Linked DNA regions of Mus musculus: regions 1, 2, 3, 5, 6 and 7 are each linked to region 4. A link is a contact called in public HiChIP or PLAC-seq and promoter capture Hi-C data. All regions are on one chromosome and are shown on one strand. Each heading gives the region's core, a stretch centred on a gene start, on an enhancer-like site or on the middle of the called end of the contact. The rest is flanking DNA. Distances are from core to core; before and after follow the strand shown.

Region 1 (4,180 bases), core at 489-2,988, 660 kb after region 4:
TTCGGGTTGTCAGGTTTTGTGGCAAGTGCATTTGTCTGCTGAGCCATCTCACTCTGCCCCCACCACCACCACCATTTTTTTGAGGTTTGCTCTTGTTCATACTGGTCTTAAACTCCTTGGCTCAAACTACTGTCAGCACACAAGTCCATAAAGCTACCACAATTCCCCTGTTCTAAGAAAAAAAAATAGGTGTACCTATAATCACAGGAATTTGAGATTCTGGGGCAGGAAGTTTACTTTGGCTTCGAGGTCAACCCAGTCTATAGAATGAGATTTTGTCTCAAAACAACAAGAAGAAATTAGAAAATGAATTGGTAAAGGAACATCGATTTGTCTATAGTTTGGTCTGAAGTCAAAATTTCTGGTTTCTTTGAAGACTCCTTTGTGTCATGTAATGTTTTTCTAAAAACTGTCTTATGAGAGATGTTTTGGCTAAAGCAGACCCATGAAAAGATGATTTGCTAAGAATAGACACATGATGTTCTTCTAGAGACAGCCTAAAAGGGGGGGGGGTGGATATGATGTTTTACCAGAGCATATACTTGAGAAAACACATGATGTTTCTTTTAAAAAGACATAAATATAGCCCAAGGGACAGTAGACACTGCCAGATGGTGTTGGTTCACCTTGCCATTCTTTGTTGGTTATCATTTGTCATCACTTCATAGAAGGAAACGCACCAGGTAACTTCTAACAGCTTTATGACAATGGGTAAGTCTTTTTTTTTTTTTTTTTTTTTTGAACGTACTGAACACGAGTTTTCCTTTGAAATGCATTAATTTAACAGACCACCAGCTTCCAGCATCCTGGAAGCTAAGAATGTTATCTGAAGCCTGCAACTGATTCCCAGATTCACTATAACCCACTTCTGATGTCTCCACCAATCTATTCAAAAAAGTGTTTTGATATGTGCTCCATTACTATAAAAACTTCAAATTATTTCCACATTGGAACATGGAAACTGGGTTGACCTAAAACTGTTCCAGGGCCATGGTCATTCATATTGGGCTTCAGAATAAGCTCTCAGTCCTTTTGAAGCGAGAGTTGTGGGTTTTGCTGTCAATAGAGGACAATCTCGGGTGTTACCTTCTACCTTAAGATAAGGTCTCTTCCCCATCTGTCACTTTATACATCAGGGCAGCTGTCTCCAGCGCTCATCTCCCGGGAGCACTGGGATTGCAGCCTCCCAATGCTGGGACAGCTTTATGTGGATTCTGCCAATTCAAATGAATGTCCTCAGGTGCAAGCGCTTTATCCACTGAGCTATCTTCTCACCCAGAGAAATCCTTATTTGGTTTCCAGATCTTTAGCCAGAAATGACAACTGAGACTTCTCTAATATAAACAACAGTCTGATACGAAATAAAATCCAAATACACATTTATTAGATGAGGGGTTAGAATATAGCTTAGTGGTAGAGCCAAGTCTTGGCTGGCTTCAATTCTCGTCGCTTAAAAGAGTGGCTAGATATTTGGAAGGGAAGTGACTTGCGGAAGAAAGAGGGCCGAATCTGAAAGGGCTTGGGCATGCGCAGCGTCTCATCGGGCCGAGGATGTTTCATAGGGTCACGCACCCTCCAGCCACGAGCGCGGTCAGCAGACCCTGACCAGTGTCTGAGTCCGGAAACCAGGTTCTCCGGGCGGGTAGCAGGAGCCAACCTTCAGGTCACGTGGCCCGAGGTCGGCAGCCGATTGGATGCTGGCAGCCCTGCCCCGCGGGCCCGGAGCTTGGTATTGGTTGTGAGGGGGCAGCGGCCGCGCGGTTGGCATCATGGAAGCCGCGGGGCTGGCCGTGATTCTGGGGTTCCTACTCCTGGCTGGGGGCTCTGTGGGTGATGAGGCTCGGGAGGCAAAGGCCGTGCGGGAACTGGTGGTCCGGCTACTGGGACCCGGGCCGGCGGCCAATTTCTTGGTGTCCGTGGAGCGCGCGCTGGCGGACGAGTCGGGCCTGGACACCTACAGCCTGAGCGGCGGCGGCGGGGTGCCAGTGCTTGTGCGCGGCTCCACGGGCGTGGCGGCAGCCGCGGGGCTGCACCGCTACCTGCGTGACTTCTGTGGCTGTCAGGTGGCCTGGTCCAGCGCTCAGCTGCACCTGCCGTGGCCGCTGCCCGCTGTGCCCGACGGGCTGACCGAAACCACGCCCAACAGGTATTGATGCTGTGGGTCCCAGACGGCTGGGGCAGCTGCCTGCAGCCTCGGGACAGCCACCGTTGGTGAGGACCAGCACACCTAAGTCGGGGCTGCAGCTACAGACTCGCCTGGAGACTGAGAAGGAAGTGCTGGCTCGGGGATCTGTGCCTTCAAATCTTGGCTCCCCTCTAGCTGTATATTCTTGAGCCAAATCATTTAGCTTCCCAGCCCCCACTGCTGGAAATAATGACAAACTATAGGAACTGTGAGCCCTCTTCATGAGAGAGACCAATTTTGCCTTATGGCACTGACACCCTAAGACACCACAGGATGCACAGCAGGAGCTCTGGGCATGTTGAATAAAAATGAAGTTATGTATTCACAATAGCTACTAGCTAGGGAGGTCTGCGGGAAGTTCCAGCTTCACCCGAGGTGGATTTGGAATGAGCAGGAGAGGAGGCACATTGAAACCTTTGCCCACTGTCCTGTATGCGTACTGTGTTGGGGTTAGTAGCTGCCTCTGGCTGCCTCTGAAGTGTTCCAGAGGGGTGAGTGAGGCATCCCATATGTCCCCAATAATGTGCCCCTACCCGCAGGTACCGCTATTACCAGAATGTGTGCACGCACAGCTACTCCTTCGTGTGGTGGGACTGGGCCCGTTGGGAGCAAGAGATTGACTGGATGGCACTGAATGGCATCAACCTGGCTCTGGCTTGGAATGGCCAGGAGGCCATCTGGCAAAGGGTTTGTGCCAACCTGGCCCCTCACACTCTCCTGCCTGCCTTACATACACCCCTGCCCCTGGGAAACCGAGGCCTTCCAGGGTGGGACAAAGTATCTGGCAGTATATGTCTGTAATCCCAGGACTCAGGTAGAGGCAGGAAGATTCAAGATTGAGTTCCAAGGCAGGAACTCAATCAGGGCAGGTACCTGGAGGCAGGAACTGAAGCAGAGACTTTGGAGCAACACTGCTTGCTTCCTGACTTGGTCAGTCTTTCTTATATACCCAGAACCACCTGCTCAGGGATGGCACAGCCCCCAATAGGCTGAGCCCTTCCATATCAGTCACCAGTCAAGAAAGTGCCCCCACAGGATTGCCTTCAAGCCAATCGGATGGGGGTATTTTGTCAATGGAGGCTGCTTCTTCCCGGATGACCCTAGCTTAAGTAAGGATGACGGGGGGGGGGGGGGGGGGGGGGGAGCCAGAGACTCTCCGTGGTTTGAGGGAAGCCTCTTTGTGTCCCAGAGAGTCACCCATCCCACAGACATGGAGCTGTTTCCTGGACCGTGAGCTCCCTGTAGGCTGAGGTCCAGATCTGTCTTAGTAGCAGTAGTCCCCAGCTCAGAGAGGTGGTGAGCAAGAACTTGTCCAATGACGTGGTTTATAGGTAGGGGCTCTTCCTGCTCCACAGGTATACCTGGCCTTGGGCCTGACCCAGTCAGAGATCGATACGTACTTCACCGGTCCTGCCTTCCTGGCCTGGGGACGCATGGGTAACTTGCACACCTGGGATGGCCCCCTGCCCCGTTCCTGGCACCTCAGTCAAGTCTACCTGCAGGTAAAGAGTGGCTAAGGAATGGTGGAATGGGGGCTGAGTGTTCACAGAGCCAGGGATGGGTGCTTAGCTAGCCTCGGGGCTCTTGCCTGATCTATAGATCTGTGTTCCCTTCCTGAGGGAGCAAGGGACACCCCCCAGCAGAGGTCCTGTCACATTGACCTCTATCCCTCCCAGCATCGAATCCTGGACCGGATGCGCTCCTTTGGCATGATCCCAGTGCTGCCTGCCTTCGCAGGGCATGTCCCCAAGGCCATCACCAGGTGAGGTCCTCCCTCCCTGCTCAGCTCTAAGGGAAAAGGGTCGCCCTGCAGAAGGAAATGCTGAAACTCCGGATATTGGCTCGGCTTGACTCCTGCCTCTGCTGTCAGCCACTGCAGATTGCTGGATGACTCTGACTCGGTTTCCTTGCTTGTCAAATAGAATCATTGCTGGGTATGATGGCATACTCTTCTGAGCCTGGTACTTAGGAGCCTGGGGCAGGAACACTACCAGT
Region 2 (4,209 bases), core at 300-2,799, 1.0 Mb before region 4:
AGTTAGTGTTGTTAAACCCATACGGTTCCGTCAAAGCTGTGGGATTAAACAAATGGTCCAGGCGACCAGAAAAACTTAGTGGAAAGACTTCTTCAGGCCCAGGAAGGTGTAAGGTGATCTGGGGTTGCAATGAAGACCAGCAGAGCCACAGAGACTTGTAAATTGGATATTGTTTCAGAAATGCTAACAAGACCCAACCTGCATAGAGAATCCAAGGAAAAGGAAACTGGCCAAAACAGGTGCTGAATTCATATAGCGCACGGAAGCAGTAACTCCTGGCTGGAAACTTCGCATCCCAGAGGAGCCCGTGTGAGGCCTTACATCTCTTCTTCAAGTTCCTGAACCTGGGATGAGACCACTTCGCCATTCACTATCTCCTGCACGACTGTCTTGATTTTTCGAGTTTTATTTGGGTCTAAAGGTAAAAAACAAACACAAACAAACAAACAACACAAAAGAGGATGATGATTATTACTAAGCAGTTATCAACCCAAGGTTTATTCTTGTTCAACTTAAGCTTTTCGTCAAATTCAGACTTTTGCAAGTGACTCCATTCCAAACCAAGTGAGTTTTACTTAGTGGAAATGAAATTTATTCAGGACTGTCTTGTGCACAAATCAAAAGGCTCAACGTCTCCCTCCATCTCTCTGTTCCTCTAGTTCTTTCTTTCAGTTCAGGGTCTTGCTAAATATTAGCCCAGGATAGCCTGGAACTCACTATCCCCCCCCCCCTCTCTCTTTCTCTCTCTCTCTCTTTTAATTTTTATTAAAAAAATTTAGCCCTCCAAGAGATGGGATGGCAGGCACACACTAATCCTGGTGTACTTTAAAAGCATTTAAGAAGTGTGCATGGTAGTGCATGAATGTAATCCTAGCATTCAGGAGGCAGAGGCAGGTGGATCTCCATGAGTTCAAGGGCAGCCTGGTCTACAGAGCGAGTTCCTGAACAGCCAGGGCTACACAGAGAAACCCCGTCTCATGGCGCTCATTTTGTCTTCCTAGAGTAGGATTTTCTTACTTGAGCTTGCTGAGAGTTTTAATATACCACTCCACTGCCCAGTGTGTTTGAGCAGAGATATGTCCCCTGCTCAGAACACAAATCTATTTTAAGTTATTTACACTCAACGTTTAGTGAGATCTTACAGTTTAGTCATTTCACGAATGAGAGTCTGCCTTATTTTTAATGATTCTCGTGTCCATACCTTTAGAGGAATCGACTGATGGTGTCTGCGGTTTGGAGACAGAAAGGGATGAGCTCTCGTCAAAACCGTCGCTGTAAAGAGAAGGAGAGCTGTGCTCACGTGATTGTTGGATAAGTAAGGAGACCCTGCTGCTTGAGCTTAAACATGAGAGACGCCTACACAACCGCAACAAAAATAGAGATGCTATTACAAGTTTCTTGGCTGACTGATGCACCACGAGGGTAGCTAATTGGGTCAGCACAGATTTTCATCCAAACCTCCTACAATGGGCTCTGAGGGGGAGCAGCTTGGTCTCAGAAATCAGCTGTCTTAATTTACCATCTGGGGCTCTTCCTTCCAGATTAGGCTGCTATTGTTGATGACGGGTTTGCTACCGTGGGGCTGGGTGATCCGGATGCTGCTATCGATGTGTTATCCCTAGCATCAAGAGATGGTTCTTCTAGAACATGTAAGTACTCATTTACAATGAGCATTTTATTAATTTGTATCAAGTGAGATAGTGGCTGAATACATTCTATTATCTAGTAAATTCTAGGCATGCATTTTCTAGATTTGTTGTTTTATCCTTTTTTCCCTCCTCTTCAAAAGTCTGTGTGTGTGTGTGTGTGTGTGTGTGTGTGCATGCATGTTCATGTGTTGGTTCTGGACTACACCTTGTTTGAGACACACTGGGCCACAGACTTCTGAGGCTCTTCATGCCTCCACCTTCTGTCTTCAGCAGGAGCGATGAGGTTAGAGATACACTCGACATGGGTTTTGGGGGCTCTGGACTCAGTTCTCTACACTTGCAAGCTTCCCAGCCCACCCCCTCTTCCTGCAGGCAGTATGCAGATGTAGCTCAGGTTGGTCTGGAACGTGGGTTCCTCTTGCCCCAGACTCCTCAGTGCTAGGATCACTGGCAAGATTTGTTCCCTGTTTAGTCGACTACAGCCCTCTTCTCCCACTGCAGAAAAAAAATCTGCATCAGGTGTCCACAGTCTTTCAGCCCCTACGATGTTTCCAATCTTATTGTCTGCTCACCCTTGGCTGTCCCCCTCCAGCAGCCGGCGGTAGGTCTCAATCTCCATCTCCAGGCGAGCCTTGACGCCCAGCAGCCGCTGGTGGTCCGCATTCTGGCGCTCCGCGTCAGCCCGCACCTGTTGGAGTTGCTCCTCCAGGCTGCCGATCAGCTGCTGCACCTGAGACAGTTGGCAGCAGTACCCACCCTCGGTTTCAGCCAGCGAGCCTTCCAGGGACGACTTCTGCAAATGGGAGATAGACAGAATTGTCTGGGGATCAGAGAACAAGATGGGCAGCCCATGGTCCAGCATACGGTGGGTGCAACATCTTTTTTTTTGGAAGTTAAAGGATGCATCATCTCTCTCTGCATGTCACGCTACCATGGCGAGCTGGGACTGGAGTTCAATCTCTAGGTTCTGCACCATGCGCTTCAGGTCGGTGACCTCGCTCTTGCTGGACTGAAGCTGCTCCGTGTTGCTGCTGATCTCTTTTCGGAGCTCTCTGCTCTGCAACAGCAAAGTAGGTGGATGGGGTGAGCTCTGCGCTGGCTCAAAGGGCTTTCTGGGAATGCATCAAATCTCGCGGTGTTACCTTTTCAAGAAACCAGGCCTCTGCATCTTTCCGATTTTGCTCAGCCATGGCTTCATACTGGGCTCTCATTTCATTGAGGACCTTGGTGAGATCCACTCCAGGGGCCGCGTCCATTTCTACATTGACCTCACCTGGACCACCTGCCTGGAAACTTTGGAGTTCCTAGAGACAGCAATGGAGAGAGAAAGACACAGGAGTACATGTGGCTAGTGAGTCCCCCAGGTACGTTTGCCTTCTTGGGTCTCTTCATGCATGATAATAATAAAAAATATATTTTTGAGTGAGTTGGTATAAAGGCAAAATATTAGCGCAAGGCATCCACACATTTTTCTTTAAGCTTGAAAACCTGTTTCTCTCATAATTAAAAAAAACTAAAACCAAAAACCAAGATATTTTCTCAGGTTTCTTGAGTGATCAGGGGCTCCACGTTCTGTGCCTGTGGTTGCTGGCTCTGCTTCTAGAACATCCACTTCCTATAGTTTACAGAAAGGAAAGAGACCTGGTGTGCAGATTGCTGCTACAGAGCTAGTGCCACAAGTGGCACCTGGGGTCATACACTATTTCACACCATAGTCATTGAGAACCCAACAGAAAGTTTCTTAGAAGCCCATTGCCAGTGGTCGTTCTTCCTGTCCATGCCCCGGCCTCTGATACACACATCAGATCTCCATATGTCTTATATTGGTTACACTTCTCTAACATATGTGGCTGGTATATGTGTCAGCTGTAGACTTTTGTTTTCATTTTTGAAACACTCCGTATTTAAAGAAAACATTTGACGAAGGTAATTAAAATTCCTGCCATTACTTAATGATGGAAATAGTAAAACCAGAATATTCCCCGCTATCCCAAGTCTAATACTCGAATCCATTAAGCCTTAATAAAAAATACCATGACACATACACAAGAGGGTGAGGTGGGGTGGGGGTGGGGGGCACACATAGAGGAACACCAAAATGAATAGTCACTGTAACACAGAGATAATATATTCTCTAGCTTTGTTAATTCAAAGTTTCAATTTTTGGGTCTGGGAGGAAAAAAAATAAAGCTATTTCTGACCTCTTCGTGGTTCTTCTTCATGTAAGCCAGCTCCTCAGTGAGGGTCTCAAGCTGGGCTTCCAGGTCGGCTCTAGTCAGGGTCAGCTCGTCCAGCACCCTTCGCAGCCCGTTGATGTCGGCCTCCACGGTCTGGCGCAGGGCCAGCTCATTCTCATACCTGGAACCCAAGTGCCGACAGTTTAGGAAGTCAACATTAACACAACCATTGCGATGGATCCTGGACATCTTCTGGGCTATGTGGCCCATGTCTGTAATCCTAGTACTTGAGAAGTAGAGCCATGAGTTCAAGGTCATCCTCCACTATATAGTGAGTTCAAGGCAGCCCTAGGGAAGAGGAGGAGGAGGGGGAGGAAGAAGAA
Region 3 (3,615 bases), core at 166-2,665, 520 kb after region 4:
AAGCACTGACAGTACCCATACACACATCAATTGATACAACCGAGGGATGTGGACCAGGTATGAAAAAAGTGACTTGAGCAACAGTCTGGATTTTGCCAACTTACCAATTTATAGCCACACACCCCCCAACAGGTAAAGTTTACACACAGAACTCAGCCAAGGCCAGCCTGTCTTTGTTTCCCTAGCTTCTGCTTTTACACAAGAGCTTGGCTATGAGACAGAAAACTCCCACTCTTGATTGGCTCACCCTGGCCTGTGCAATTAAGCAACACCACGATCCAGTAAATGCAATGGCTCAATTATTTATCGTCTCGTCGAGTTTACCAGGTGTTTATGAGAGAACAATGTCAAAGAGGAAAGAGGTTTGTTGCTCTTTAGAGCTGGTTTGGCCAGGGATTTATTTTGAATTGGGAAAAAAAAAAGTGTTCTTAACAAGGTGGGGGAAATCATAGCTTAACACAGAAAGAGATGGGAGAGAATTTAGAAAGGATACAAGTTTGTCAATTTTCTATAGGAAATCTGATTCTTAAGAAAAAAATCTAGCCAGTCCCAGAGGCTGGGGGGGGGGGGGGAGGGGGAGGGGGAGGGGCGGAGAGGCAGGAGGAGAGACACAACAGTTCCCACCTCCTAAGTGGGTACAGCTGACTACAGAAGGAACGGGAGCAAGGCAAAGAAAGTGGCTAGGCAAGGAACGGCCAGGCCCAGCACAGGGGCAGGAAGGAGGCTCCTTCTAACGCCTCCACCCCAATGATCTCCACCTGAGTGGCAGTGGCTCTGGTGGCCCGAACGTCCCTAGCCTCCGGGAGCAGTCACAGGAGGGCCGCTTCTGTCAGTTCTGTTACCCTCAGCCTAGAATGTCCTCCCCCCCACGGTCCTACACCCCCCAGAACTCCCCACTCTCTCTCCGCATCTCCCCCTCGAAACTTACAGCGTCCCTTCCTTTCCCAGGCTGGTTCCTGTCATCCGGACGTCAGTGCCGCCGGGACGACCCTGTGTGTCTCCTCCTATCCTCCTGCCCCATGTAAGTGTCCATTCACAGCTCTAAGCACCCCCACAGCTGACGAACCGTGGGGTCCCCCATGCCGTCCCCCGTGCCGTCGGGGAGGTGGCCCCACCCTGCACCCCCTTCACCTGTCTCCGGGGCTGAGGCCCGACTGGCCGGCCTGCGCTGACTCCAGGCGCGAGCTGCTGGGCTCCCGAGGGCCGCCTGGCCTCTCCTAGCCGACGCGGTCAGGCGACACCGAGCGGGGTTGTACCTCAGCGATCCGGTTAGGGCTCGTTCCCTCCGCCGCGACGTCGGAACCCCAGGTTCCCCCTCCCTGTCTACACTGCAGCTCCGGAAACCGCTGAATTACAGCCCCTCCAGCCAATCCCCACCCAGCCGCCACTGGCCAAGACACGCCTCCATGCATAATTAAGGAATGGCCAGCTGGCTAGGCCACCCTGAGGCCTCCGGGCGAGCGCTGTACTTCCTAAGCCCCGCCCACTAACCAATGAAAAACGCCTCTAGGAGAGAAGGCGGGGTCGAGAGCTCTGGGCACACCTCCCTGAGTTGGCTGTTCTGAGAGCTTTGTGCTCCTCCCTCCGCGACCAAGGGACGCGCAGAGGCCTAGCTTACAAAAAAGCCCGGGGGGAGGGAGGAGACATTAGCGGAATGTCCTGCTGAAAACTCAGCTGAGTTCCTGGCAGTGCGTGACGTCAAGACACTTTAAATGCCCTGATACGGCTCGCTTCTGCCCGCTCTCCCTTTTCCCGGCCCTTGGCACCACGTGGGGGCGAGTTTGTGAGCTCCTTACCACGTGGGAATCAGCCACTTAGGCGGTCCCCAGGTGTCACCCCACTTAAGCATTTGGGTTTGTGGAGACATCAAAAAAGAACATGGGCAACTCCTGGCTGCTCTGAACTTCAGTTCTGCGTGATTATGGGCATACACCCGGAAATATGACGTGGAAATAGAGTAATTACTAGATTGCGTGGGGGAGAATAGTGGCTATAACCCGGTTCTCTGTTCCACCATTTCAAACCTGAATCTCAACAGCAAGGCTGATTGGTCAGCTCACAGAAATGCAGAGAGCCTATGCATGACAGCTGACACGAATACACAGTACTTGCCATTTCCACGTGTGTCTGAGTTCTTTTTTTTTTAAACTGTTATACTGGGTCTTGAAATTCTGAAAGATAGTTTTGACCAACTTGTTTCCATTAAAAGGTACTTATTTTAGGAGCTAGAGGGATGCCTAAGTTAAGGGGACTGCCAGGCTGATCCTGGTAAAAATTCAAGTTCAAGTTCCAGCATCCCACAAGATGGCTCTTAGCCATTTGTAACTCCACTCTGGGGTCTGGGGGGGGGGGGGGGATCTGAAGCCCTCCTCAGGCCTCTGCCCGCAGCAAAGACACACACCTTGTGCAGAAAAACGTGCAGACAAAATTAAATCACTTTTAATTAGGCACTTAATTTTAAGAACTGAAGCTAACACACACAGAGAGAAAGCCCATAAAATATTCTGATGATTTTAGGATTCATTGTTAACATTAACTAGTCTTTCACCATTAAACTTAAATGTCCAATTGAGACAAACCAGTTCTTCCACACTTTCCCACTACTGCTTAACTAGAGTGGCAGGAGTTAGGAGTAACATCCATTTAGTCTTTTGGGGGGGGTCTTGACGCTCTTGAAATTATCTGACCTATTTCACGTCTTGTATGTTGGGAGTACAGATTTTACTGAGTTGGAATCAGCAGTTCATGGTACGTGTATATGCTTGGCTTTCTGTCATAGAGAATGAACTCTGCGTACTGCAGTGATTTGTATGTATATGTGATGGTAGGGACTTACAAGTACACCTATTGGTGTTTGTATTGCTGGTGATTAGCACAAAGAGAGATAAAGATAAAAATCTAAAATCTACAAGGGGCTGTTACCTCTCCACAAAGATAATCCCCCAATGGTATATTTTAAAACACAGCTAATATACACAGTTCAGGAAACTTCAGGTTTTTGTTTTCTTACTAGTATCCTGTTTTCTTGAGACAGGATCTTAGGATCTCAGAGATTTTTTTCCAGCCTCTATCTCCTGAGTGAGCTGAGATTGAAAACATTCCTCCCACACCTGTGGAAGGCTGCAGATTTTTCTGTTTTTAAAGATTTGTTTATTTATATGAGTACACTGTAGCTATATACTTCAGACACACCAGAAGAGGGCGTCAGATGCCCACTACAGATGGTTGTGAGCCACAATATGGTAACTGGGAACTGAACTTAGGACCTCTGGAAGAGCAGTGCTCTTAACTACGGAGCCATCTCTCCAGCCATGTCTGTTTGTTTCTCGAGACAGGGTTTCTCTGTGTAGCTTTGGCTGACCTGAAACTCAGTTTGAAGACCAGTCTGGCTTCAAACTCTTAGAGATACACACCTGCCTCTTGCTGCCCAAGTGCTGGGATTAAAGACGTGTGCCACCACTGCCCAGCTAGGTTGAAATTTTTTTAATAAAAATCTTCACCTTCTTCCTCCATCAGTCTATTTCCCTAAAGATAGATATCGTTATTAATTTCTGGCGAGAAGAATCAATGACTCTCAACCTCTCCTGGGTCACAGATAGTCTGTGAGACTGACAG
Region 4 (3,852 bases), core at 308-2,807:
TGTGGTTCCTCCACCCAGCCCTGCTTTCTGCACACACCTGCCTGGAGTCAATTCCTCATCTCCGTTGTTGTTCGAGACAAGGTCTATAAAGCTTCAGTTGCCCAGGAACTCACTCTGTAGACCAGGCTGGCATTGGACTCACAGAGATCAGTCTACTTCTGCCTCCTGAGTGCTGGGATTAAAGGCCTGTGCCACCGTGCCCTGTTCTTTTGTTTTTTGAGGCAATCTATTTCTCTATATAGCTGACCCAGAATTTGCTATGTATACCAGCATTTCTCTCATCAGACTGGAGACAGAAAAGGCCTGACTCGTGTGTAGCTTTGGAGCACTTTGCTAGACCTGTTGAATGCGGTCACCGGACATAGCCACGCATTAAGAGGCCTTAGAAGGCCTGGGAAGCCAGGGCACTGTGGGTGAGGGATACCTCACAGTGGTCTGAATGGTATATACCTGCTATCGCTGGGTAGAAGTCCTTGAAGTCTACCTGCTCGTGGGCCCCCTCACAGCCAGCTAGACACCGAGCAAAGACCGTCATATATTCAGCCAGGGCCCGCTCCATGTCTTCTGTGCTGCTGCGAAAGTCCCCGCTGTTGTAAAGTTTCACAGCCCGGAGGAACACAGCCTGGAGAGGTGCATGGCGGGGGTAGTCAAGAAGACCCCGAAGGCTCATAAGGTGTGTGTGTGTGTGTGTGTGTGTGTGTGTGTGTTGGGTGAAGAGGTTGTAGGAAGGTGTACCAAGGCTAGCCATCCCTCCCACTCTCTCCACACCTCGTAGGGCTGGGCCTCCAGGTCGGTGAGGGACTCATCTCCAATATCCAGCATCCCCCTGTAGTAGTTGAGATACTTGGCGGTCAGCTCGTGCTTGGGGTTCCTCTGGAGGAAGGTGTAGGCCGCAGCCACCGCCTTCTCCAGTCGGTTCGCCTGGTGAGGAGCGTGGGGAGTGGGTCAGTGGGGGCCTCGGACGCACCGCGGGCCTCACGTTCTAGGGAAACTCGACGGCGGCCCCGGCCGCGCCCACCTTGAAGTGCGCGTAGTGCAGGTACTGATAGGGCAGGCGGCTCTGGAAGTCGCGCAGCAGCTGCCGCGGTGGGTAAGGGACTTGAAAGGCGGGCAGCGTCTTCTTGCAGCGCCGCAGGCAGGCGGCGCGCTCCAGGACGTGACCGAAGAGCCGCAGCTCGCGAGCCCAGTCCTCGCCATCGCCGTCGTGGTCGCCGTCCGGGCCGGACGCGGGCCGAGGCTGAGAGGTGGCGGGGCCACTACAGTTGGCGTGGCAGAAGGCCTCGCTGTCGCGCAGCAGCCGGTGCAGCCGCAGCGCCGCCTCCAGGTAGCGCGCGCTCTCGCGCCAGCTTTCGCCTTCGTATTGCTCCAGAGCGTGGCCGTAGGCCGTGGCCAGTGGCATCAGGTCCTCCGGAGGGAATCCTCGGAAGCTGTATTTCTCGTACTGGGCCCCGGCGCTGCCCAGCAGCAGCCACAGCAGCCCCCACGCCCCGCGAGCCATGCCCGCACCGCGCCCGGAGGCTTACGGAGCAGCCGGCGACCGTCGGGCTCCAGCCAGCTCGGGCTCCAGCCCAGCCCACCCCCAACCCCCGGAGCTCCTGCTGGGTCTTAGCGCCGGGCCCTAGGCTAGAGCCGGGAGGCTGGAATGCCTCTCTAGGACCGTCAGTTGACGCTCGAGTCCACTACGTGGGCTGGCCCTCGACCACTAGCAATGCTTACACCACCACTGGCCCTCCCTGGCAGACACGGGTGGGTGGGGCTACGTTTCACGCCCAGAAAGCCCCTCCCCACAGCAGTGTCGTCCCCCCCCCCCCCCTTAAGTGCCACCTCTGTCCTTTGCGTAGGCAAAGTGGACGAAGTCACATAATCTGGTCTTTTTCTCCTCGAGTCTCCTCTGCTCCCCCTAGGTGGCCCGGTAAACACCCGCGCTGACGTCGAGGCGTACACACCTCTTGTTACCCCGCACACCTAGCACTGACACCATCAGCCTCCCGCCGGAGCAAGATTCCTGTGTCTTCAGTGCAGCCAGGCTTTTGCAGGACAAAACAACCTTTCACCTAGAGAACATTCTCCCTAACCCCCCTTTCCTCTAACCTTTCGCGGGAGGAGAGTTGGGGCGGGTGTGTGTGTGTGTGTGTGTGTGTGTGTGTGTGTGTGTAGAACTGAAATAGCCCTCAGATTACAGCCTCACCTGCACCAGAAGGGGCCTAGATTTGGGGTGCCAGGGAAAGCTAGAGATTCCTCCAACAGGCTTTAGGACCCAGAGACTCTGGAAAAAACTTTTTCATTTTGGAAGTCCACTCCAACTTCTCATCTTTCCCGAACCTCCCTCTGGGCCAGGCCCCGGGTCTCAGTCCCGGATGGAGTTTTGGGGGAGGGAGACTCAGAGATCTTTGTGGCAAATTCCTTGGACTCCAGAGACTCTCAACCTGGCCCCCACCTCCTAGTTCACCATAAAACATCACCCTGCCCGGCCAGCTCATTCTCCCCAGCCCCCATTCCACGTGGACCCGCCAGGGCGGGGTGGGGAGAGAGGACAGGAAGGGGGGGAGTCAGCTCTGAGAGGAGGGGGAAGGAGGCTAGCGGCTGGCGTCCGCTCTCACTGCCGGCGTCCCTGGTCTGGGCACCATGTTCCTTGTGGGGTCCTCCAGCCACACCCTCCATCGGCTCCGCATACTGCCGTTGCTGTTGCTTCTACAGACCTTGGAGAGGGGACTGGGCCGTGCCAGCCCGGCCGGAGCCCCCTTGGAAGATGTGGTCATCGAGAGATACCACATCCCTCGGGCCTGTCCCCGAGAAGTGCAGATGGGGGATTTTGTGCGTTACCACTACAATGGCACTTTCGAAGACGGGAAAAAGTTTGACTCCAGGTAAGAGCTTGGGCACTCCCGGACTCAGCACCACTTTCCTGAGCTTCCAGAGAATGTTGCCCCTTCTAAGGTTTGCATTCCTGTAGTGCTTTCATAATCCTTTGCCACAAACAGCATCCTGGGGAGAGCACCTCAAAGGATGCCTCCTATCTTCAATACCAAATTTTCAATTCCTAAAATATTCCCGCCCCCGCCCACGACCCCCTCCTAGCCCCCTGGAATATTTGATGCTCAGGTGAAGCGCCACATATACTTACCATAACTTAAACACAAATGGTACCCTGGCACGCAATCTTAGAGGGCAAAGAGACTGTGCCTACTACACGTAAACCCTGAAGTGAGTGGATGGATGGTCTGCCTGGTGCCGCCTCCCTTTGCACACACTCTGGCTCCCTGTCTATTTCTCTCTCCAGTTTTCTATGCCTTTGTGGTTGGAGACTGGAGAAATAACATTTCCTTGAGGGTGTAGGGCCCTAGAGCAGCTAGGGAGGGTCTTAAGCAGAGTGGGCATTATAATTTGGGGGTAGACCATAGCTGGTGCCGTGACCAAACTGTCCACGTGTCACAAAGTCTGACATGCCATCCTGGGGACTCTTAGTGCCTCCTTCTCCAAGCCTCTGGGAACTCAGTTCCTCCATCTTAGCTTTAGCAGCCAACACCACGCTCCAATGCCAGCCTTGGCTTGACGGGACCAGCATCTTCCATTCTGATCCAGGACCTTGGTCGGCCAGACAGATACCCGTTGGTTTTGGGGGGCAGATCAGAGCTGTGTGGCAGCCTCTTTCCAGGCTACAAGGTATACTTCAGGCCCTATCACACTTGAAACTCTACACCACAAAGACAAGTTGCCTTTCGGTCTCCTCTCTGAAATAGACAGTTCAGCCCACAGGCAATTAGTGGTCATGACTCTGGAGGGAGATTTTTTGGTACAGTGGATAAGAATGCCATCTCCATATTTGTAAGGCCCTGGGTTTAAATTCGGGCT
Region 5 (3,677 bases), core at 830-3,329, 760 kb after region 4:
TCTGCAAATGTCCCGGAGGAAATGGACACACTACCCCCTTGCCGGGGCTCAGGAGGACAAGAGGCTGCTAAGCGCATACTCTTCAGACCAAGGGTGGTTTGGAATTTTGCCCTTCTCATACACAAACCCCTGCTTAGGAACTTCAATTGTAACCTGGGGTCTGAGGTTGGTCAAAATCAACCCGGAGCCAAGCTAGCTAGACAGGAACTGTGCCATGGTCCCATTGCGCCCAGGCTGCTAAAGCCAGGAGGAGGGTTGGGGGAGGAGGACCAGGGACACCTGTCCCTGAGCTCCTAGGAGGGGGTGGAGGTGGGGCACGAGGGAGGCCATGGCCTATCTGACAGGGATCCTATCCATGCGGGAAACTTGGGGACTCCCAGGTCCCACTCTTTCCCTGGGAGCCTACCCGTTTCTTTTCTGGAGGTTCTGAGTGGGGCTATCCACCCCTCTACCAGAGGGCAGGTACTGATCCCACCCCACCCCACCCCCCACAACTCCCCTAATCTCAGTCCCTTGCTTCCCTCCTCCTCCCCTCTATATTTATCTGCCCTCTGCCTCGCCAGGTGCTGGCGCCTGCACTGGCTGCGGTGCCGCCCGCCCCACCCAGGAATGGAGCCACCGGACTTGCTGGGGACCCCTGAGCGGGGTTGGGGGGAAATGGGAGCTGGACCCAGGCCACAGCACACAGAAGCCTGGTTGCCTCTGGTGGGTAAGGACGTGAGAGAGGTCTCCTCGAAAGATGGAGGTCTTACACACCAACTGTGCCTGAGTGTCTCTCTCCCAAAGGAGATTTGATTAAAAAAAATTTTCAGCCACCAAGTCACCCTCACCCATTCCCTCTGGTTTCCCAGGAACCTCACCAGAGAAGGCAGAGAGTTCTGTCTTAAGTGGCGGAATAATGAGAAGTCCTCAAAGGGCCATCGTCCCGAGCCTTTTCTTTGTGGGGTCCCTGATGCAGACCCCAATTCTAGGATGTCTTTTTGCCCTCGCCCAGGATACTGCGGTGGGAGCTCCCGCATCTGGCCCCAGTGCTCTTGAACTGAGAGCAGAGCGAACCCAGGCGTTCCAGCCGCCCAGCCGGCCTCGCCACATTCCTTGGCTCTGGCGGAGGCGGAAGGAGACGGGATGGGACGCGGGCCCGGCAGGGAAGGGAGAGGCAGGGCCAGGTTGGGCCACGCGTGACGCCTCCTCTGCCTCAGGGCCCCCAGCAGGTGGACAGCGCCTTGTGTGCAGCGCGAAGCCCACAGGCGCATCCCTAGTAGGGCTACTTGCCCCTGGAGCTCCCGGGGCTCTGGCCCTCAGACAAGAATCTCCCCCACATTTGCAGTTGGCCAAGAGGACTGCGTTTGGCCCAAGTATGGAGCAGGCTCAGGCGTGACGGCCGGTTGTAGTGAGAAAGATTGAACTCGGTTCTAAATCCCTGTAGACTTACCCTCCCGCCGCCCGCTGGACTCGGGGTCCTTAGCTCAAAGGTCTCGTCGTCCTCGTCTTCGTCCCCGTCCCCGCTAAGCTCGCCGTCCCCGTAGTCCCGGTGCAGAAGAGTGAAGCCTCGACGGCAGCAGAGAAGCCACCACAATCCCCCGGGGAGAGGCATCCGGGCGAGCAGCCTGGGAATGGGGGCGCAGGCAGTGTTGCCTGAGCAGCAGGGAATCTGAGAAACTGGAGGTACTCCGACCCGAACTGGGTAGAGAAGAGGTGTGACGAGAGGAAAGAAGGGGGCCGGAAGGAGGCAGTGTCCAGCGCTGAGGTGCAAAAGGACTATCACCAGAGCCCGCTGGGGGCTCGCTGTCTGGGCCCGGGCAGAGGAGGGGGGAGATAGCGTCCAGGGCCGGGGGAAGGGAGCCGGGAGCAATGTCCGGAGCTGGGAAGTAGTGTTCGTTGTAGTGTCCAGCTCTGTAGGAGCAGTGTCTGGTGCAGCAATCGTGGTGGGCGGTTGTCCAAGCTCCAAGGAGGGTGGTGTCCGGTAGGGCGTCCGGTGGCCGGGGCCCGGGCGGCGCGCGCTGCGCTCCCTGCAGCCCCGGGACTGGCGCGTTGGGGGCGCGGGCAGAGTTCCCAGACCCCGCCTCCCTCTCTGCCCCCCCTCCTTCCCTCCGCCTTCCCTGTTCTTTTTCTCCTCCCTTCTTCACAGGGTAGGGTCTACGTTGCGTCACAGCCTCCTCTGCCCAATCATTGTTCCTGGCGCCGGTCAGGGAGACCAATCCCAAGCTTGAAACCGCGGCGGGTTGCATCATGTGTCTCTGGCTGAGTGACAGTAGGGAGGGGCGGGGGGGGGGGGGACTGGGGAGGGAGCTTCTGAGGTCGGACACGGGGTGTCTGTGGCGTCACGTAGGACCGCCTTCGTGCTCTTGTTTTAACTCTTGGCTCACCAAGCAGCAAATTAAAAAACCCTTTTCGAAGGTCTGGAAAAGGAAGGGCATAAAGCTGGAAGGAAGCTAGGCTATTGACCTGTGATTACCTGTCACATCTTGGAATCCCTACAAAGAGCCTTACTACCTTCAAGGCATTCCACACCTGCGTGTGAGAGAGTTAGCTAGCTGCAAAGGCAGCTCCATCCTTGGAGTTAAAAGGGTCCAGATTTAGATCTTAGCCACCTCCACTTTTGAGATGAAAAAGCTGAGAAAGGAACTCCTGGAAGCCTCAGACAAAGATCTGAAATAAAAGTGAATTTACAGGGCATTGAACTGGAATGGGGAGAGTGGTTTGGCATGCTCGGGGATTCTGTGGTTTAAGAAAATCAATAGATCAGAGGCCTCTCAGGGCGACTATGCTGCATTTCTGAACAAGAAGGGGTTAACAAGGGCGCTAAAGAATACAGGGCGGGGTTCGCGCTACAGCTTAGACAGTGGGAGCGCGCACATACTCGAGCGCGTTGCTGACTCAGCGGCGATTCCCGCGGTTACGGGCGGAGGGTTCCAGGTCCGCTCCGGTGGGTAGTGTGCGCCTCTTGGAGGATCTGCGCAGTTTTCGAGCTTCTCCTCGTTTCTGACTCCAAGAGGCCAAATTTTTAAGTCTTTTACACCGCCAGAGGCTCTAGGACACACGACTAGCCGGGCTGGGCTAGGCTAGGCTGGACGAAGTGCAGACTTCAGGCCAACGCCTCCCTAGGGACGCCACGCCCTTTTTGCCCCTAGACTCCAGGCTGGAGCGGTGGTCTGACTTTGCTGACCGAATTCTAAACTGGGAAGAACTGTCTCATTGGAGCACAATCCTGGCAGTTGTGCAAAGCAAGGACCAGAAATCAATGCACCATCTCTAGAAGCCATCCTTATGGTACTTCCAGATTGAAGTGGTGTATGCTGAGATTTCTGAGGGCCAGACCACAACTATAACCTCCCTTCCTCTTCAAGATCCTAGACACTTGCCTGCTGGAGAGTTCTGTCTGATATCTAACCTCCCCTTTCCTGGCAAGCTATGCTCATTTCCTTTGGCTTGATCCCCGAGGGGAAATAATCAGAGTGGGCAAGCGCCCCACACTCTGAGCTCAGGCCCAGTAACACCTCTCGGAAAATTTGCAAATTGCAATCCCCCTCATTCATATATATATATATATATATATATATATATATATATATATATATCCTAGGTAGAAAAGTCCACCTTGACATTTTTCTATTTCTTCTTAGGCAGGATATTGTTATTATTATTGATCTTCCTGTCTCAACCTCTGGAGTGGCTGG
Region 6 (3,736 bases), core at 548-3,047, 560 kb after region 4:
AAGTCTCTGAGCTTGGTGATCACAGCCCCTTTACAAAGATCTTTGAAGGTAGAGCACGTTTCCATTCCCTTCAGGAGCATAAACTAACCCTACAACCATCACTCCTATTAGGAGTAGAAGCATCAACTAGGCCCAAGCAGGAGGACGCAGAGCTCAGCACATTCCCTCCCAGGGAAAGAGCACTAAGTCCACACTCAGCTCAGCCTTACTCTCAAGGGGGTCAGGGATGGGGAGCGCAGGGACAAATCTGCACTGCACTGACTCTCAGATGCTTTAGGGGTTAAGATATCACAGTTATATCCAGGCTGGAGGAACCCAGAAAGGTGCAAAGAATGCAACGGGTGGAGCCCGTGGAGTGCGGCAGCCTCCACCCACCAGCACCTTCACAGCTCGGGACATGGCCCCCGCAATCATGCGGGGGTGGGGTGATTCACTGCGCCCAGACCGCCACCTCCACCCGCCCCACTTACACTCCTAACGCCCACCCTACCTGCCCCACCCGCTCCCAGCAGGCGCCAAGGGCGCCCGCGCACTGCAAGACCCTTGGGAACTGAAAGTGCCTGGAGGCCAGGGGCAGATCGCGGCCTAGGGACATGCGTGGGTAGCCGAGGTTGGTGCGGGGGCGCGGGGATAGGGTGTGGGGGGCTGACGATCGTGTCCCTTGCATGGCGCCCCCGCCACTGCGTGCCTGAGCCCTGAATCACCCGCTATATCGGGCCCGCAGCGCCGGAGGCCCCAGGTCCCGGGCCCCACCTTTAGTGTCTGCTTACAGAGGGGCATACAGAGACCACCAGAGACCTCGGGCATTCCCTCCCTTTTCCCTCTCTCCGCCCCACCAAAAAAAAAACTTCCTCCAAGTGGAAAGGCGTTTGACAGAGACAAGCTGGGAGCATTCAGCGTTCCCAAGTCTAGCCCGCTAACTTTTCCGATAGGAGTTAGAGACCGTGGGGAGGAGCCTGGAGAGGAAGGCGCAGGGTGCGCCCCTCTGTGAGCCCCAAGAGTTTGCCACTCCCTAAACCCCACTCCAACTGGGTTCACAGGAAGGGGGGAGGAGCTCCTGACCGCTCTCACCAGGCCGGGCTGGCGGAGAGACGAGCCTCGGCCGGGTGTCCCCACCCGGATCCCAGGCCGGGACCCCAGCTCTGGGCGCGGTCCGCCCCGCGGGCTCACCTGGTAGATCATGACTTTGAAGTTGCGGCGCCTCAGCAGCTCCGCCTCGTTGACCTCCAGTTTCTTTATCTGGCCGGCCTGGCGCTCCAGGCTGCCGCGCACGGTCTTCACGTTGACGCTGACCTTGCGCACCTTCTCCAGCAACTTGCTCACGGTGTTGCTCGTGGTGGCGTGCGCCTTGCCCAGCTTGCTCAGCTCTCCCTGGATGCTCTGCACAGCGCCCTCCATCTCCGCCTGTCGCTCCTCCAGCTGGGCTTGGGTCAGCTGGATCTGGTCAACGGCGCCGATGATTTTATCCAGAAGGCTCAGCACCAGCACACCGTTCACCTGGTCCGACTTGATCAGCTCGTCGGAGCCGGTCCCCGACGGCTCCTCCGTGGCCCGCGCCTCCCCTTGGGTGGGCTCCGGGCCCTCTGAGGAAGCATCGGGAAATCCGGAATACGGCCGCTCAACGATATGGAGCGTGACATCCTCCATGGCTTCCCGGAGCCGTGCGGGGCCGACCGGGTGGAACTGGAGCGGGAGACCGGGAGAGAAGGAGGAGCGAGAGACTGGACAGCGAGCAGGAGCCCAGAGCGGAGGAAACTCGAGCCACGTCCGTGCGCACCGGGACTCTAGCCAGAACTGTGGGGCGGGGAATCTGCGAGTTGCCCGGCTCCTAGACCAAACCCGGAGTCCCGTCGGCCATTGGCTGGCCCCACCCCAGAAAGGGAGGAACCGGGGCAGGAGGGGAGACCAACCCCGGAGGGGCAGCAGAGGGGAACCCAAGAGCTGGGCGCCCCACCCTGTTCAGGATGGTTGGAATAGTTGGAGCGGGAGTCTAGGGCCCCCCTTGGCAGTGGAGGCTGCGGCAGCGGGACTGGGGCAGAGGAATGTGAGCTGCGGAAAGGAATTAGGTCTTCGGAGTGTGCTCTACTCTTTCTCTTTCCTCACCCACAAACCCACTCCAGCCTTTTAAGATCAAGCTGAGGTCCAAATGGCGCGTGAATTGGGTGTAAACGAGTAGTTTGTGTCTATGCCTCATGTCCTTGGAGGATCCTTGCCCTATACAATCTTTTTCAAAGATTTGGGGGTCTGCCCCCATCGTCTATCTATACACTGAGTTACCACTGTCCCCCAAATCTTGTGGGGTTGTTAGTGAGAGAGAGGGAAGAGATGAAATGACAGAAAGGGTGACGGCCTAGAAAGGGCCTCTAGGTTTCTCTTAGAATTGTAAGGACAGGGCATGATTAAGGCGAGAAGTAAATTATAAAGTAAAAGCTTTTGGTCACTTCTCCCAGGGCCCCCTCCAGCAGATATCTAGCTAATTCTAAGAATGTGAGCGTCGGACTCGTTCTTCCCTTGGGTTCTCGGATATTAGGTGAGCATTCAGGGAGATCACGGAACCCCATCTCTTTACCTAGCAGAGAAAAGAAGGCCAAGAGGAGGCAGGTGGCTCTCCAGGGTTCACTCCAGGTTACTGTTGCCATCTGTTCTTAGCTCCAGGTCTCTGAACTCCACCGGTACTCAGTACCTTTCCCTGGGGCAGGAATTGGGGCAACTATAGCGGTACTACCGAATGGGGAAGCGAACAGTTTTCTTCATGGTGCTGAACACCAAGGAGCTGGCAGTTCTGAGCAGGCGCAGAAAAGTCCTTAGCACAGACGTCTAGAGACACAGGCTGCCCTGTGTCTCTAGACACAGGCCCTCAGCAATCCCTGGAGCCACCCCAATTCCCTTTCCCACAGAGATACTGAAAACCTTTTCCCTGATTAGGAAACCAGGCTTGGGGTTCCCCGCCTGGATGGGTTCTCGGCAAAAGGTCACTTCTAGTCTGGTGCCCACCCTCCTTAAGTTAAACGCTGCTCTGTGGAGACTCGAGGGTCGTCGATCTAATCAATCAATTCACCAACGTGTGGAGCAGATTGCCATATAGGGTATAGAACTTTAGGGACCTCTGAATAAAACAGCAATCCCCCAACACACCAATTGGTTTTCTCACTTGAGGTTAAAGAAGAGAGACCCTCAGGCGAGAGTGGCGACGCACGCCTTTAGTCCCAGCCATTGGGAAGCAGAGGCAGGCAGATCTCTGAGTTCGAGGCCAGCCTAGTCTACATAGTGAGATTCAGGATAGCCAGGACTACACAGAGAAACCCTGTCTTGAAAGACAAAACAAAAAAAAAGAGTGAACTTCTGCATACAATTGAATATTTGCCAGGTGTGATGGGATACCTTTGATCAAAGCACTTGGAAGGCAGACAGGCAGATGTCTATGAGTTCGACAGCATCTTGGTCTACATAGCTAGTTCTGGGCCAGCCAGAGCTATACACTGATACCCTGTCTCAAAAACAAAACAAATGGGGAAACAAACAAACAAAATAAACTACATGTTTTATAACCATCACAATGGGCAGATTACCAACTTTTTAAAAGAAAGAAAGAAAGAGAGAGAGAGAGAGAGAGAGAGAGAGAGAGAGAGAGAGAGAGAAAGAGAGAGAGAAGAAAAGAAAAAAAGGGGACTGGAGAGATTGCTCAGTGGTTACAGGTGCTTACTACTCTTACACAGAACCCAAGTGTGGTTCTCAA
Region 7 (4,155 bases), core at 600-3,099, 850 kb after region 4:
ACCTGATTTATTTCATGCTGACCCAGGCTGCCTTCTACTCCGTACTCCCCAGGAATGCCCAGGAATTGTGAGGCACAGCTGCAGCAGTGCACACAGCATACAAATAGATTATCCTGGCTTTGGAAGTCTCAGCTTCTGGCTCAGCCACAGTGAGAACTGAGTATCCCTGACTGAGCATCTCTTCCTGTCTAGAGTTCCATGGGCTGGACGAGGCGACCCTGCTGCGCGCTCTGCAGGCCCTACAGCAAGAGCACAAGGCTGAGATTATCACTGTCAGCGATGGCCGAGGAGTCAAGTTCTTCTAGCAGAGACCTGGCTCCTTTACTTCTTACCTCCCACCTTTCCAGGGCTTTCAAAAGGAGACAGACCTAGTGTCCCCACAGACTGGATCTGTCACTCCTCCAGACTCAAAGGGCTCAAGTCCTGAAAGCTCAGACTTAGGGATGTTTCCCACATAACCCTTTATTTCTGTCCCTGGGATAGAGTAAGCCCACAGTGCCACGGAGAAAGGATGCGTTTCTTGCCCTACCTCCTTTCCCATCCTATACTGTCCCCGAGCCAGGGTCTATAAACCTGACACTTTACATGTGTTCTCACACATAAGTACACACCCACCTACATGCGCCTGCACAAGCTTCTTTCTCCTCCTCCCACTCCTTTAGCTGCTGTTGCCTCCCTTCTCAGGCTGGTGCTGGATCCTCCCCAGGGATGGGGGAAGCCCTGGCTGCAGGCAGCCGGCCAGGCAGTATGAAGATAGGAAGCCCCAGAAGGGGCCTGGTGGTGAGAGGCGGGCCCACTCTGATTTATGATATTAAAATCTCTACTCCCACTGTCGGCCTGTTACTACTGCTGAACTGGGACTAGGGAAGGCGCTGCAGAGTTCCACCTGACTGAGTCTCAGCCAAGGAAAAAGAAGAATCCTTTGGCCTTTGTACAGAAAGGCCTGGGGGGGGGGGGGAGCTCCTGAGAGCCTGTGGTTTGCCATGTGCTGTGCTGGGTGGGTCGTGTGGAGGAGTTCGGGTGGGACATAGCTTGGGGACAGGCTGCTTGCTCTCTGAATTGGAGTCACTTAATTGCTCCCCCATGGAAGTCCTGAACTATTCTGAAGCCCCTCCCTCTACCCATGATGGTCCGGGTGGGGTAGCGGTGGCCAAGGGGAGCTGGTGGGGGGGTAAACCGGATGTGGACTTTGGTTTATTGAAGACTTTGGCAAACACAAGGGGAGGAAAGAGCCCACAGCAAAAACAGCCTTTCTGGCCAGGGCCAGGCTCAGGCCAAGGTGGGGTGGAGTTGATGGGTGACAAGCTCTTGGTTAGGGCCGGGTGGTGGGGGAGGGGCTTGACTGGAGTATACCCAACCCATCCTTGTGCAGGCCAGGGCCCTAGCTGAGCCAAGAAAACCATACCTTTCCAACACCGATGTTAGGCCTGGGGCTACTACTCCTGATTAGGACTTGGTAGTGCTGCCTTATCAAGGGTGTGCAGGCTGGTGGTGCCCCTCCCCCTCGCTGAGGCATAGGAGCGGCGGTCACTTTTCATCTCCCGTCCCAGTGTTCTCCAACTCCCCCACCCCAAATGTGTTTGCCCTCTCCTGGTGCGGGAGCTTACCCACTGCCGCCTCCCACTCACTCAGCTCTTGCCGGGAAGGTTTAAAGGCGGGGACTCTGGAAAGCAGAGCACGCAGCCGGGGGCCTAAGCAGCAGTCGAGATGAGGGGCAGTACCCCAGCTCCACACTGCAACTCGCCAGGCTCACAAGGGGTGGCCCTGGGGGGTGAGGACCGGTCTCGGCTGGGGGCGGGTCGTGGGGCGGAGCCGGGGGCGGGTCGCGGGGCAGGCCAGTCGGGGGCTGGGGCCCCAGCAGCTCCGCTGGAGCGCGGTGTACCCAGCCGGTCTGCCTGTCAGGCAGCAACCTCCAGCCTCCTGGCTTTCCGTTCTGCGGCGCCTGGCCCTTCCCATGCTAGCACCTCGAAATACGGAGACTGGGGTCCCCATGTCCCAAACCGAGGCTGACCTGGCTCTGCGGCCATCTCCGGCTCTCACCTCTACGGGGCCGACCCGCCTGGGGCCACCTCCTCGCCGAGTGCGCCGCTTCTCTGGGAAGGCTGAGCCTCGGCCGCGCTCTTCGAGACCTAGCCGCCGCAGCTCAGTCGATCTGGGACTGCTGAGCTCCTGGTCTCAACCAGCCTCACTCCTTCCGGAACCCCCGGATCCTCCAGACTCCGCTGGCCCCACGAGGAGCCCACCTTCAAGCTCTAAAGAACCCCCCGAGGGCACATGGATGGGGGCAGCTCCCGTGAAGGCTGTGGACTCTGCATGTCCTGAGCTTACGGGATCTTCAGGAGGTCCAGGGTCCCGGGAGCCACCGAGGGTTCCTGATGCTGCAGCCCGGGAACGGCGGCGGGAGCAGGAAGAAAAAGAGGACACAGAAACCCAGGCTGTGGCAACGTCTCCGGACGGCCGATACCTCAAGTTTGACATTGAGATTGGAAGAGGTTCCTTCAAGACCGTGTATCGAGGGCTAGACACCGACACCACGGTAGAGGTGGCCTGGTGTGAGCTGCAGGTGTGGCTGGGCACCCCCTCTCTGGTGCCTCGGGATGGGGCCTTTGGGGGTCTTAGGTTGGGGAAACGGGAGGACAACATCAAAGGAAGGATCACTTTTTTTGTCAGCTGTCCAGGCGCTCTTGCTTTCCTTGCCGGCATGATTGTACTGACTCTGGGTGGTTTCAGGAGAAACTGAGCCGGGTGGTTTATAGTGGCTGCCAATGAGCATAGACAACTTCACTTTCAAACCTCTACAAATCTGAGGGCTGGAAAACTGGGTGGGCAGCGGGTAGCCCTCCAGTCTCTCCTGCCCCTTCCACTCTTGTTCCTTCAAGTTCTGAGACTTTCCGCTGTGACTCTGGACCACCCACCCCTCTTCCTCCTCCTCCTCCTCCTCCTCCTCCTCCTCCTCCTCCTCCTCCTCCTCCTCCTCCTCCTCCTCTCCCTCTTTACAGACTTAGAGATGGTATGTGGGAGTTCAGGAGCTGAGGACAAGGCCCTCTCCACCTCCGGAAAGATTTAGGGTAGTTGTGACAGAAGCGGGTTCTTCAGGCCCTTTCTGGAGCTGTCAACTTTACAGATTTCTCAACAGCTTCAAGGAGCAGGACAGGAAGCTCTAGTTCTAGCTGGAGTCCAGTCCGGCTTCTCATCCCTATGCATACCTGGGGTCTCCCTTTCCATTGCCAAAGGAGCTGAGCCCTTGCAACTTTTAGACTTCAGGAGGATGTGGATTGGCAGTTTCTTCCTCCCGGAGCTCCCACTCTAAGTGTGAGTGGTCCCAGAAAATTTTAGGGTACAAAACCAGGAGGAAGGATCCTTCCACTTAGGTCCTGGCATAGGGCTCTCTCCTAGTGACTGCTAGTGCTGCGTCCCAGGCTCTAAGCCCCGCCTGGAAAATCAGCCAGATTCAGGGGAGGGGGAGGGAGAGGGATAAAAAGAGGGGTAGGGCAGCTCCAGCCATGGGGGGGCGGGTGGCCTCCTGGCCCTGGATCTTTTCTTTCTTGGTATCTTCCTCTGACTCTGTCTAGATTCTGCAGTTCCTAGTTTTTAGGGCCAACCTCTTGACGGCCCCAATTCCCTGCTCCTGGTCTGTCTGCTGGCTGCTCCCCCCCCACACACACACCCTCACCCCACCCCGCCCCTTCCACGGTAGGCTCTGGAGGCCACAAAGGCGCTATTGAGTGCATAACTCCCAGACCTGGTTGCATAAAGGCGCTTGTGTCCAGCAGGGGGTCCAGAGTGCTGCCCCAGGCCCAGGGTGGATGCGTTTTAGAGCAATAAGAAAGGACCAGCCAAAAGTTGGGGGTCTACAGCCCTTCTGGCTAGCGGTTTCACCAACCATACCCCAGCTGTACGCTCCCGCCCTCATTTCTTCCCCCAGCCCTACCCCAGATGTCCCATGCTCTTCTTGGGGTGTGTGTGTGTCTGGAACTGTTGTGACCCCGTCACCCCATCCCACAGACCCGGAAACTCTCTCGGGCCGAGCGGCAGCGTTTCTCCGAGGAAGTTGAGATGCTCAAGGGGCTGCAGCACCCCAACATCGTCCGCTTCTATGACTCCTGGAAGTCGGTGCTGAGGGGCCAGGTTTGCATCGTGCTGGTCACAGAACTC

What was found. Promoter capture Hi-C pulls out the DNA fragments that hold promoters and counts their contacts. HiChIP or PLAC-seq counts read pairs in DNA pulled down with a chosen protein or histone mark.
Region 1: a FOXA1 HiChIP or PLAC-seq map of pancreatic cancer cells shows a contact between it and region 4. The contact joins the promoter of Naglu here to the promoter of P3h4 in region 4. A contact is called at or near these places in 4 of 39 promoter capture datasets (cranial neural crest, embryonic stem cells, frontonasal cranial neural crest and 1 more), 1 of 15 datasets of contacts at CTCF or cohesin (embryonic stem cells), 1 of 484 Hi-C or Micro-C datasets (B cells), 1 of 115 datasets of contacts at active chromatin or transcription factors (pancreatic cancer cells) and 2 of 9 other capture datasets (embryonic stem cells and liver).
Region 2: a contact with region 4 is called in a promoter capture Hi-C map of hippocampal neurons, with 5 times the contacts expected there. The contact joins the promoter of A830036E02Rik here to the promoter of P3h4 in region 4. A contact is called at or near these places in 1 of 39 promoter capture datasets (hippocampal neurons) and 1 of 115 datasets of contacts at active chromatin or transcription factors (pancreatic cancer cells).
Region 3: a contact with region 4 is called in a FOXA1 HiChIP or PLAC-seq map of pancreatic cancer cells. The contact joins the promoter of Stat3 here to the promoter of P3h4 in region 4. A contact is called at or near these places in 5 of 39 promoter capture datasets (the C10 cell line, embryonic stem cells, hippocampal neurons and 2 more) and 3 of 115 datasets of contacts at active chromatin or transcription factors (embryonic stem cells, extraembryonic endoderm stem cells and pancreatic cancer cells).
Region 5: a contact with region 4 is called in a promoter capture Hi-C map of liver, with 4 times the contacts expected there. The contact joins the promoter of Plekhh3 here to the promoter of P3h4 in region 4. A contact is called at or near these places in 1 of 39 promoter capture datasets (liver), 2 of 115 datasets of contacts at active chromatin or transcription factors (bone marrow-derived macrophages and pancreatic cancer cells) and 1 of 9 other capture datasets (embryonic stem cells).
Region 6: a promoter capture Hi-C map of embryonic stem cells shows a contact between it and region 4, with 2.2 times the contacts expected there. The contact joins the promoter of Cavin1 here to the promoter of P3h4 in region 4. A contact is called at or near these places in 6 of 39 promoter capture datasets (the C10 cell line, embryonic stem cells, hippocampal neurons and 2 more), 1 of 15 datasets of contacts at CTCF or cohesin (embryonic stem cells), 3 of 484 Hi-C or Micro-C datasets (the G1E-ER4 cell line and embryonic stem cells), 1 of 115 datasets of contacts at active chromatin or transcription factors (pancreatic cancer cells) and 1 of 9 other capture datasets (liver).
Region 7: a promoter capture Hi-C map of pre-B cells shows a contact between it and region 4, with 6 times the contacts expected there. The contact joins the promoter of Wnk4 here to the promoter of P3h4 in region 4. A contact is called at or near these places in 2 of 39 promoter capture datasets (cranial neural crest and pre-B cells), 1 of 115 datasets of contacts at active chromatin or transcription factors (pancreatic cancer cells) and 1 of 9 other capture datasets (liver).

What each region holds. Positions count from the first base shown.
Region 1 is chr11:101,068,356-101,072,535 of GRCm38.p6, forward strand. Naglu (alpha-N-acetylglucosaminidase (Sanfilippo disease IIIB)) reads left to right here and starts at 1,739. Exons shown (of 6, transcript NM_013792.2): 1 at 1,739-2,146; 2 at 2,725-2,872; 3 at 3,541-3,687; 4 at 3,862-3,947. The coding sequence starts at 1,770.
Region 2 is chr11:99,415,694-99,419,902 of GRCm38.p6, forward strand. A830036E02Rik (RIKEN cDNA A830036E02 gene) reads left to right here and starts at 1,550. Exons shown (of 4, transcript NR_153851.1): 1 at 1,550-1,649; 2 at 2,242-2,719; 3 at 2,836-4,209. It overlaps Krt12 (keratin 12), which reads right to left. Exons shown (of 8, transcript NM_010661.2): 3 at 3,851-4,007; 4 at 2,792-2,953; 5 at 2,581-2,706; 6 at 2,222-2,442; 7 at 1,202-1,272; 8 at 1-415. The coding sequence ends at 318.
Region 3 is chr11:100,938,125-100,941,739 of GRCm38.p6, forward strand. It overlaps Stat3 (signal transducer and activator of transcription 3), which reads right to left and starts at 1,416. Exons shown (of 24, transcript NM_213659.3): 1 at 1,132-1,416. Gm46295 (a long non-coding RNA gene) reads left to right here and starts at 214. Exons shown (of 2, transcript XR_001780333.2): 1 at 214-362; 2 at 949-2,118.
Region 4 is chr11:100,413,159-100,417,010 of GRCm38.p6, forward strand. P3h4 (prolyl 3-hydroxylase family member 4 (non-enzymatic)) reads right to left here and starts at 1,558. Exons shown (of 8, transcript NM_176830.3): 1 at 1,019-1,558; 2 at 769-921; 3 at 451-622. The coding sequence starts at 1,498. It overlaps Fkbp10 (FK506 binding protein 10), which reads left to right and starts at 2,536. Exons shown (of 10, transcript NM_010221.2): 1 at 2,536-2,867. The coding sequence starts at 2,626.
Region 5 is chr11:101,169,293-101,172,969 of GRCm38.p6, forward strand. It overlaps Plekhh3 (pleckstrin homology domain containing, family H (with MyTH4 domain) member 3), which reads right to left and starts at 2,080. Exons shown (of 13, transcript NM_001346769.1): 1 at 1,433-2,080. The coding sequence starts at 1,594.
Region 6 is chr11:100,968,820-100,972,555 of GRCm38.p6, forward strand. Cavin1 (caveolae associated 1) reads right to left here and starts at 1,798. Exons shown (of 2, transcript NM_008986.2): 1 at 1,171-1,798. The coding sequence starts at 1,647.
Region 7 is chr11:101,258,718-101,262,872 of GRCm38.p6, forward strand. Wnk4 (WNK lysine deficient protein kinase 4) reads left to right here and starts at 1,850. Exons shown (of 19, transcript NM_175638.3): 1 at 1,850-2,563; 2 at 4,006-4,155. The coding sequence starts at 1,955. Vps25 (vacuolar protein sorting 25) reads left to right here. Exons shown (of 6, transcript NM_026776.5): 6 at 193-834. The coding sequence ends at 305.